Linked DNA regions of Sus scrofa: region 1 is linked to region 2. Evidence: chromatin contacts called from public Hi-C data. All regions are on one chromosome and are shown on one strand. The core of a region is the stretch at or near the end of the contact, and the rest is flanking DNA. Distances in the headings are between cores, read along the strand shown.

The links. Hi-C and Micro-C count contacts between places; a contact is called where the count stands out from the background.
Region 1: a Hi-C map of epiblast stem cells shows a contact between it and region 2, with 2.1 times the contacts expected there. The contact joins the promoter of RAB4A here to the promoter of TAF5L in region 2. A contact is called at or near these places in 2 of 5 promoter capture datasets (fetal liver and liver), 5 of 47 Hi-C or Micro-C datasets (embryonic fibroblasts, epiblast stem cells, heart right ventricle and 2 more) and 2 of 2 datasets of contacts at active chromatin or transcription factors (alveolar macrophages and skeletal muscle).

What each region holds. Positions count from the first base shown.
Region 1 is chr14:60,525,727-60,530,520 of Sscrofa11.1, reverse strand. It overlaps RAB4A (ras-related protein Rab-4A), which reads left to right and starts at 1,972. Exons shown (of 8, transcript XM_001925483.7): 1 at 1,972-2,316. The coding sequence starts at 2,286. LOC102163174 (a long non-coding RNA gene) reads right to left here and starts at 1,892. Exons shown (of 4, transcript XR_002338974.1): 1 at 1,538-1,892.
Region 2 is chr14:60,251,289-60,256,266 of Sscrofa11.1, reverse strand. It overlaps TAF5L (TAF5-like RNA polymerase II p300/CBP-associated factor-associated factor 65 kDa subunit 5L), which reads right to left and starts at 1,765. Exons shown (of 5, transcript XM_013983234.2): 1 at 1,629-1,765. URB2 (unhealthy ribosome biogenesis protein 2 homolog) reads left to right here and starts at 1,805. Exons shown (of 11, transcript XM_021074277.1): 1 at 1,805-1,935; 2 at 3,349-3,487. The coding sequence starts at 3,362.

The sequences.
Region 1 (4,794 bases), core at 723-3,222, 270 kb before region 2:
TTTTGCAATAAGTTTTCCTTCTACATAATCAACAGTACCTCAGAACCAAAGCTGTCTCTAAGAATATCTAGGAGAAATGTATCATCTCTCAAAGATTCAAAGTTACTGAGATGCAAATCAACTTTCACATTATTATTCAAGGAAGTTTGTCTCCTTCAAACCTCAGTTCTTGAGTACTTCCCTTTCTAACTTGTGATATTTGGCTTTATATTTGCAAACTAACACAAAAATGGCTTCTTTGGGTGGTTTTCGCAAAACAAATAGTTTTTCCCAAAGGCCTAAGTATTCGTTTTCTACAGAAAGGAAAACTGCTCTCAGCTTTGAAATCGTTGCTTAATTTTTATTTCTATCACCCTGCTCAGGTTTCGCACATCACATGGTCCAGTTTCAGTCAATAATCTAGTGGTTCCTTTCTTATTATCCACAGAAGTTCCCAACAGGAAGAAAACTTCAATGTAAAGAATGGGATCACCATCTTTCCTCTGACATAGTTCTAATCAGTGTCTGTCTGATACACTCAGGAATGAAAATCAAACCTGACCTGTGGAAAAGCCAAATAAGAAAGCAACAGTGTCCAAGCCACTGAACAAGGGACACATGCAGAATAATTCTAGGGTATTACGGTCCTCCCCATGTTTCAGCAGGTGGCCTTCTCTGCGATTTAGAAGCAAGGATATCTATTTCTATTAGAATCAGTGATGCAGAGCCAGAGAGTCATTGGGGAGGAGGCGAAAGGGCTCAGGGAATGGAAGGCCTGATGCCAATTTAGAGGACAGAGCCAAATGGACTTGAAAAAAATGTATTTCCTGGTACTCCCCCCACAGCCAAGCCACTTGGGAGCTTAGCCAGGGCGTGTTTTTAGGATTCTACTGGGTCTTTTGAATAAGCTTGGGTCTTCTTTTTCTTTGTCTCTTTAGGGCCACACCCATAGCATATGGAAATTCCTAGGCTGGGGTAAATCAGAGCTGTAGCTGCTGGCCTTCCACACCGCAGCAATGCAAGATCCCAGAGGCCTCCGAGACCTACACCACAGCCCAAAGCAACTCCCAATCTTTAACCCACTGAACAAGGCCAGGGATTGAACCCACGTCCTCATGGATACTAGTCGGATTCATTACTGGTCAGCCACAACGGGAACTCCTGAATAGGATTGGGTCTTATGAGATGCCATGTGGCTCTGATCATGCTCCAATGGAGCAAAATCCCAACCAAAGTCCTCTTCCCAGTCAACTTTTTGGTTTATGGCTACTTTTCCCACAGAAAGGGATTCTGAATTCAGCTGTGCTCCTTAAATCAAAATGTTCAACCAGCGACTCCTACCCTTAGACAAACACCCGCCAAGAGGGGCTTCCGGTCCAGGGGCCTCAGTCCCCTGAATGCCGAGCAGTGGGGCCAATATCTAGTCCTCTGGGGCTTCCTCAGAGCCCGCACATCTGAGCTTCTGACGGTCCCGCCGACAGCAGCTCGGCCCCCCAAGAGCGCCTGGCAGGTTCTGAGCGGAGCTCAGCTCCCCCGCGGTAAGCCCGCCTCCCCGCACCTAGGGTTGGCCTCCAGTCGGACTCCTGGGGTTGCGGACTCCTGGGGTTGCGGACTCCTGGTTACACATTCACCACGTCCCCGACAGGTCACTACCGCTTAGAGGAAGTCTCTATCTGGCAGAGCACGCCAGGTAACCACGAAGAAGTCTCTACTGAGGTGGCGGCCAACCTGGCAAGACTGTCTTTCTCCCCAGGGCAGGTAATGGCTTTCTCTGCCCGCTGGGACCCTACAGTCCCAGTCCCAATCACCGGGGCCGGCTGACCGCCTGCCCCGACGCGCCCTTCCCAGCTCCTGCGCGCCCCTGCGACCTGGACTGGGCCGGCCACGCCCCTCCGCGCGTCCGGTCTCTGCGCGCACACGCCCCGCCCCGCCCGCGCCCGTTACCACCCACGCCCGCACCGGCCCCAGCTTCTCTGCGCCCCTAGGCCCGCCCCGGCCTCCCCGCGCGCACGCGCGACCGCGGGCTGGGGGCCGGGCCCCGCGCCCCCTCTCCTCCTCCTCCTCCTCCCCCGCGTCCAGGCCGGCGGGGGAGCTGGGGCCGTGCGCCTGCGCGGAGCCGGCAGTCCGGCAGGGCCGCATCCGCGGGGTGGCCGGCAGTTGCCGTGGGGACCGCGGGCCCCTCCCTCCTCCAGTGCCCTGCCCTTCGCCGTCCCCCACCGAGGCGCGGCGGGCGACCCCGGCCTCCTGGCCCCGGCCCCGCCAGAGCTGCAGCCGGTGACCCGGCGAGAGGCGGTGCCGCTCCCAAGATGTCGCAGACGGCCATGTCCGAGACCTACGGTAAGGGGCGGGGGGCGGCGGGGCGGAGGCCGCGGGGATGCGGATCCGAGTGTCGGGGGCGTGGGTCGGGCGGTGGGTCGCGCATCTACGTGATCTGTTTCTCCGAGTGTCCTTTTGCTTCTCCTCCGCGTTCACGCCGGTAGGGTTTTCCTTTTTTACTCAACATCAACAGCTTAGGGTTTGGGAAGCCAGTTCGAGATTCGGTTTCATATGCGGTATTGTTCCCAGCTAGAGTTGTGAAGGACTTAGGGCGACGCCTTCAATTGAGTGTGTTCCTTCCTCAACTATTGCAGTCTGACCATTCCTGTCTTGGAATTCCTTTCTTTGCAGTGGGATTACAAGAAGGGCTTGTCGATAGGCGACTTCATCCATTTCTTCCTCTTGGGACCTTTCAGGTTGCGTTATGGCTACTTACAAACACCTCTGAAGCAGAGCCCTGTCTGCTTAATCTTTGCTTCCTCGGTAGCACCCAAACCTGGAGGCGCCCAACAGAGGTTTTTTGAGTGAAAGAAAGCCTTTCCAATTCATCGATTATGTTTTGTTTTTGTTTTAATCCTATGTGGTAAAAATAAACAATGTAGTATACCCCTGCTCTGTGTCAGGGCTGCAGAGGTGTTTGCTAGTCTGGGATCTCTCTTTCAGAAGCATGCATTCTCAGGTAAAGACTGATTTGGGTTTTACAGTCCCTGGAGATGCACAAGTTCAGTTACCTCTAGTCAGATCAGTCCTGTTGCCTCCATTTGTCCTGGCCTACTGCTCCTTCCCATCAACAGATAGATGTGGACTGGTTTTATGGCGTGGTGCCTCAGCACTGCAGAACTCACCACAGGCACTTCTCTGGTCTCAGGGAACTCACAGCCCAGTAGGGGGTACAGTGTTAATCTGGTTGTGACACTAAAGATGGGTTAAGAACCCAGGTGGGAGTTCTGAAGGAATGTGGTCTCTAAAGCTATGTGAGAAAGAAACCTGACCTGACCAGCACGGCCAGGACAGCCTTAACCTGTCCCCACAGGCCCAGCCCCCAAGGGCTGCAGAGTCCCTGTAAAAGGAGTGCATCTGGGGCTGGCCTTGTTCTCAGTAACACTGAGAGCAGGAATCTGTTCCTGGAAGGCTTAGGAAGTCCCACTGGGCATCCCTGGTTGTAGGATCAGTATTGTCAGAGTCTGATGCTACCACACTTCACATGCACAAGGTCTGCCTCTCTCTGTAGAGAGCCACAGTCAGATTCCATAAAGGACATCACTTCTCCAGCAAGTGTTGAAATTTTGGTTATGTTTTTTCTTTTTTTGTTTTTTTGTTTTTTTTTTTGGCTGCACCTGAGATATGTGGAAGATCTCAGGCCAGGGATTGAACTGTGCCACAACAGCGGCTTGAGCCACTGTGGTGACGCCAGATCCTTAACATTGCCACAAGGAAGTTGCCACCAGGAAACTCCTAGTTTTTGCTTTATTTTCAAGTGCTCCTTACCCCACACTTTTTTTTCTGTGAGCTGGATAAAAAAGCGTAAGGGAGGGTTAGAAAGTTCAGGAAACCAAATGGAGGAGTTCCCATGTGGGTCAGTGGGTTAAGGATCTGGCATTGTCACTGCAGCTGTCCAAGTCCCTACTGTGGCTCTGGTTTGATCCCTGGTCTGGGACCTTCCTCATGCCACAAGAGGGGAAAAAAAAAAAAACTTGCCAAGTAGGGTGATGAGTTAGTGAGAAGGACTGGAAGTCAGAGCTTTTATGTTTCATTTATCTTCTCTGAAATGACACCCTTGAAAAAATATGGCATCTCTACTTCAGACAGAGTTCATTGAGTGTCGCAAAATAACTGACCAAATTCTGTCCATAAGGCTTTGAACTTTAGTGCTCTTATTTCATAATACCTTCCAAATACATTTACTTTTCACTAACTAAATTTAATCCTTTCCTCCATCAGAGGAAATTAGATGAAGCTAACAGAGAATTAGTTTTGGAAAGCGCAAGTATGGCACTTGAAAGTACCAACCCAAAGTAAAAGTCACCCCAAACCAAGTCCTAAGCTGTCACCTTCACTTATCATTGGTAGATTTGCACAGCATTGTTTCCCCAAAGTAAGTCAGGTTCCCTGCTTCCGGACGTTTGCCTGTAGCTGGGAAAGGAATGTTTGCCTAATCTTTAAACTCCTTTGTACTCTGTGCTCGTTTTCTCTCTTCTGGAAAAGGAGTCTTTGTAGCTCGACAGGGATATGATGAAAAATAAAGAACCAGTGCTTGCTGGTATACTGTTAATGAGCTCTGTCTACCTGCTTTTCAGCACATGAAAGCAGTATTTCAGCTTTGTTGGCTGTAGTGTTCAACATTTTGCTGCTTTGAAAGCACCAACCATGGGCATACTTTACATTATGTAATACTTTATATAATATTGTAATACAAAATCGAAACCTCGAACACATAGATTTCTGATTGAAATCCTCAATCTGAATATGCCTAAACTGAAACAGTGTTTCCCAAATATT
Region 2 (4,978 bases), core at 516-3,015:
TTTGCCAAAAAAGAAATTTAAATAGCTGATAACTATTATCTACAAAACACTATTTGTCAGGCACTTTCTCCTATATTATTCCTTTTCGGGCATCCTTTAAAAAAGGTCCACTTGCAATTTACCAGTCATTACCCCATTTTACAGAAGAGGAAAGGAAGGCTCGAAGAGGTTACAGATAGTTACATGGTTTCTACCTGAAGTCTATGTAATCCTCAAGACCCACTCGCTACATTAAGAAGCTCCCAGTTTAAAGCTGTGGCCCAAACTTTTCCTATTCCCACTTTCAAACAGGGCTCCCGTGTCCTCCCCTACCCCACAACTCAGGTGTATCTACACTCGCATCACTTAAGAGCAAACTCCGCCCCACCATTCCTCCCAATGAGGCACCTGGTTCTTCTTAACGGGAATTACCATTCCAAGATTTCAACCCGCAAGGTCAGAGTTTCCGCGATTCAAGACCAGCGGCGCTCGGGCCGGGCAGGATTCCCTCCGAATCCCGGAGCCTTGCAGGCTGCGAGATCCGCACTGAAACGACACTTCCACCGCCGAAGGGAGGGCTACACGGAGCCTCCTGCGCTCCACTTCCGCTAAGGCTACAGTGACACCGCGGTCTCCCACCGCGGCGGCCTCCCGACCCACGCCTCGCCGAAGGGCTCCGCGACGCCGCGGGGCGCACGCCTCACCTGGCTGTCAGGAGCGGGGCCACCTCCTGCGTGCCCTTGCAGGTGGGCATCCCCCGCGCCCCGTGCAAAGGTTGACCTCACGCCCGTCCACCCACAGTCACCATGTGCGAAGTTTAATCTCCAGTTCCGCCCCAAAACACTTCCCTTGCCTTCAATGAAGAAGGGACGGGGACGCGCGCCCGGCCATTCGCGCCGCCCGCCCCGCCCGCAGGACTCCGAGCGGGACCGCGGAGCCCAGCCGCCCCGCCCGCGCCCCGCCCCCACCTCCTAGGCCTCACGGCCCGCCCGCCGCGCCCTCGGCCCGCCGCCCCACTCACTGAACATCCTAGGCGGCCCCCGCTGCCCCCGCCGCCGCCGCCTCCGGGCTCTCCCCGTGTCCGCCTCCGTCGACTCCGCGGCAGGCTCGCGCCCCGCCGGCCGACTCAGCCGGGCTCCCGCGCCCCGCGCCCCGCCGCCCCCGCGGCGGCTCTGGGCGGCCGCCCCATGACTGACTGACGCGGAGCCGCCGCGGGCTGGGCCGCTCCGGCCTCCGACGCGCCACCGCCTCCGCCAATGGGCGCGGTGCCTCGGCGCTCGGCTGGCGATGCCTGGCGAGCGCGCCCCGCCTCCGCGCCGCTGGCGTCGGGCGGAAGGAACCCGCCGGCCCCACGTGGTGGGCCCGGGGTCGGTCCCGCCGCCCCCAAGGTAGCAGTCTTCCACTACACGCGGTCCCCGGCCCAGGCTGGCGGCCAGGAGAGCTCATACCTGGGGACTGCCCGCCGCCCGTCCCGGCGGAGTGTGCGTGAGCTTCTCACCTGGGGACGGCCTGCAGGTGAGCCCCAACCCAGGAGAGACCTGAGGAGAGCTCCCTACCTGGGGCCGGCGCTGAGGTGAGCACGCTCCTGGCCCGGCCCTCCGCCCCTCCTGCGGTCCCTATCCCGAGTCGGCCCCGAGGGGGCTGCTCACCTTGGGACCGCCCGCCCCCGGTCAGCCCGCTCTGGGCTCGCTCCCATCACTCCTGGCTCTGCTCTCTTGATTTTGGCTACTGGGCTCCCTTCTATTCCGTAGATTCAGTGCGGCCGCGCGTGAGTGCTGACGCAGCCTTGCTGTCAGCAACGGGCTTTTCACACTCTCTTGCAAAGATCGCCGCGGGGCCTTGAGAGTGGAAGAGTGGGTAGACTCCGGGAGTGTCTGGGGTATTTTTGTAGCCAATTTTGCAAACAGTTTTTAAGTACTTTGTAGCTGTCTCAATGACATTGGATTTAGAATTTCAGTAAGTAGCTGTTGAGTGGATGTTGGACGTTTTGACTATAGGGTGACTGACAGCACTTGACTTGTTCTGTTGTCTGCAGTAGAGTGAAAATTACTCTGCTGAATGTCTTTCATCTGATTTTTGCTTATTCCCTGTAAAGATACCTACTAAGAACTAGTTCTGAAGGTAGGTCTGTAGGACCTCAGACCTCTTAGATTTAAAACATTCAGTGATCCAGCAAATTCTTTTTGGTTTGACAGTATTTAAAATAGAGTCATGGGGCTGCGATCTTTTTCTGGTATTTCCTTGGCCGTGTTTTGTTTTTATGATAATTTTATTTCAGTATTAAGTATCATGAAAAACTTTCTCTCCTAAGGAACTGACTTGCTTACTTTTATATAATGCAAATGATTTAATCTGATATATTTGCCCTTTTTGCTATGACTTAGAAACTCAAACTATAAATGCCTCAGTTTTATGGGATTATAGGTGGTTGGAGTGTTTGCATTCTTTTTTCATTCGTGATTTTGTTATATTGGTATTTTTTCATGTTAATTTTGTAGCTATATTTTGTAGAGTCTTTCAGAAGAGCTGTGGATCAAGTTATACTGGGACGTTACTGTTGCAGCTGGAATAAATCTTTCTATTGGAACTAGGTTTATACTGTATTTATTTTGTACTTGAGGAAATATTACTATGTCCAAATACTGCCTCCTTGTCTCTTTAAACTGTTGAAAGGAGCTGGTCCTGATACATAGTATATTATGAAGCATTTGTGAAGAAATTTACTTTTTCCATCTAAAACCAAGTATGAATGAATCTTTTCAGAAATTCTGTGAACACTTTGGGTTTTGTCCCTTTGAATTTCTGCGAACTAACCTCTGAGGATGTGGTGTTGGAGCACAGCAGGAATACTTGTGTGTAATCCATCTTCTGTTTGCTTTCATCTGAATTTCTCCCAAGGTGATGGACTCAAGCATCTATCTGTAGACTTATGCCTGATAGCATTTTAATTTCATTAAAAGGAAAAAAAATTTTTAGGGGAATGCCCATTGTAGATCAGCAGAAATGAATCTGACTAGTATCCATGAGGATGCAGGTTTCATCCCTGGCCTCACTCAGTGGGTTAAGGATCCGGCATTGTGGTGAGCTGTGGTGTAGGTGGCAGATGCAGCTCAGATTCAGACTGGCTGTGACATAGGTCAGTGGCTACAGCTCTGATTCAACCCCTAGGCTTGGAACCTCCATATGCTGTGGGTACGGCCCTAAAAGACAAAAGACCAAAACAAAAAGAAGAAGAAGGAAAAAAAGACAAAAAAAATTTTTTTTAAAGACTACGGGTTATGTAGACCATAAGATACATAATGTTCATTTTCTGATGCCTTTTAAGTTTGGACTTAATGTAATTTTTTTTTCCATTGCTTTAAATTGCAGGTAAAGTACAGCAATGGCTGCTGTTTATTCTGGCATTTCTCTTAAGCTTAAAAGCAAGACAACTTCCTGGGAAGATAAACTAAAACTAGCTCACTTTGCTTGGATTTCTCACCAGTGCGTTCTTCCAAATAAAGAACAAGTAAGTTTAATGTGAAAGTTACATTACTGTAACCTAAAGTGATGATCATTTATGTAAATTGCGTATTGACATTTAAATAAAATTTTTAAAGATTTGAGAAAAGATTGGGGAAGGAAACATGGTTGGAAAGTTAAAAGTAGTGTCAGTGAGAAAAAGTAAGTAGTCAGGTATTTGATTAACAAAGTTCTTTTGCTACAAAACCTCAGTCAGCATTTCTTTTATGTTTGGAAACATCTCATATTCTGAACTAGGTATGTGTATCAGTGAACAAATAGGTTACAGAAGTCAGGTTCTGACTCTCCATTTGTTTGTAAATCCAAGGTGATGCTCTATAAGCAGTTACTCGTGGTGTTTTGTTAAACATCTTTAGAATTTGATGAATTGAAGGTTGGGAGGTAGAGAAGTTTTAGCATTTGTAAGTAGGCCTAGGGAAAAGAGATTAGAAACCTATAGATTAAAAAAAAGAAAGAAAAAGAAACAGATTATCAACCGAGAAAGACATGGCTCTTTGTTAACATTTCTCAAGCTTGACAGAAAAATATTGTTAATACAATGGAGACACGTTGATGAGCTCATGAAGTTGGGTTAACATACACTCATTTGCTGGTATTTAAGACAGCACCAAATGTTTTACAGATTGATTGCATCCATTGAAATGATGAGGTACTACTGTCGAATCTAGTGGTTTCTAAAACCTGGCTGCACCTGAGTGACATTTCAGCTGCTTGGCAGTCACTTGGCAGTCTTGGCAGGCTATTTGATCAAGGTCTCCACTATCCTTATCCTGAGAGAGGTTTTTTTTTTTTTTTTAAGCATTTGTTTCTGTTCATGCTGTGATGACAGTTCTGGTGGTGTCATGATCTGAGGCCTCACTGGCATTCCTCCTGTGTATTAGTAAGGAAACACATCACAGTAATGGAAACCTCTTTTTAGTACAGTGCTCAGTGAATGAATGATTTCACAGGAGACAGTCTCCATCTTCTGAAAGCCATAAATGGATTCAGAGATGAAGCGGGTAACCCAGGCAGCCAGGACACAGACCCCAGTCTTCTGACTGCATCTTTGCTCTTGGGTGGGATTTATTTTGCGGCCATTCTGAGTAATTCGTGTGTTTTTAACTTTCAAAATTCATTGTCATTTCAGAGATGCTAGTGAAACTGTTAGTTTCACTTGAAACTTTTTGTTGCCCCCAGATGAAGACAAAATTAGTTTTTAAAAAATTGATTCTCTAATAATAAATATTTTAATATATCAAGACATTTATGTCTTGTAATATCACCAAAGATAAGTTTTATTGTATCTTGTTTTGTTTTTTGTTTTTGCTTTTTAGGGCCACACCTGCGGCATATGGAGGTTCCCAAGCTGGGGGTCTAATTGGAGCTACAGATGCCAGCCTATGCCACAGACATAGCAACGCCAGATCTGAGCCGAATCTGCAACCTACACCACAGCTCACGGAAATGCTGGATCCTTAACCCACTGAGAGAGGCC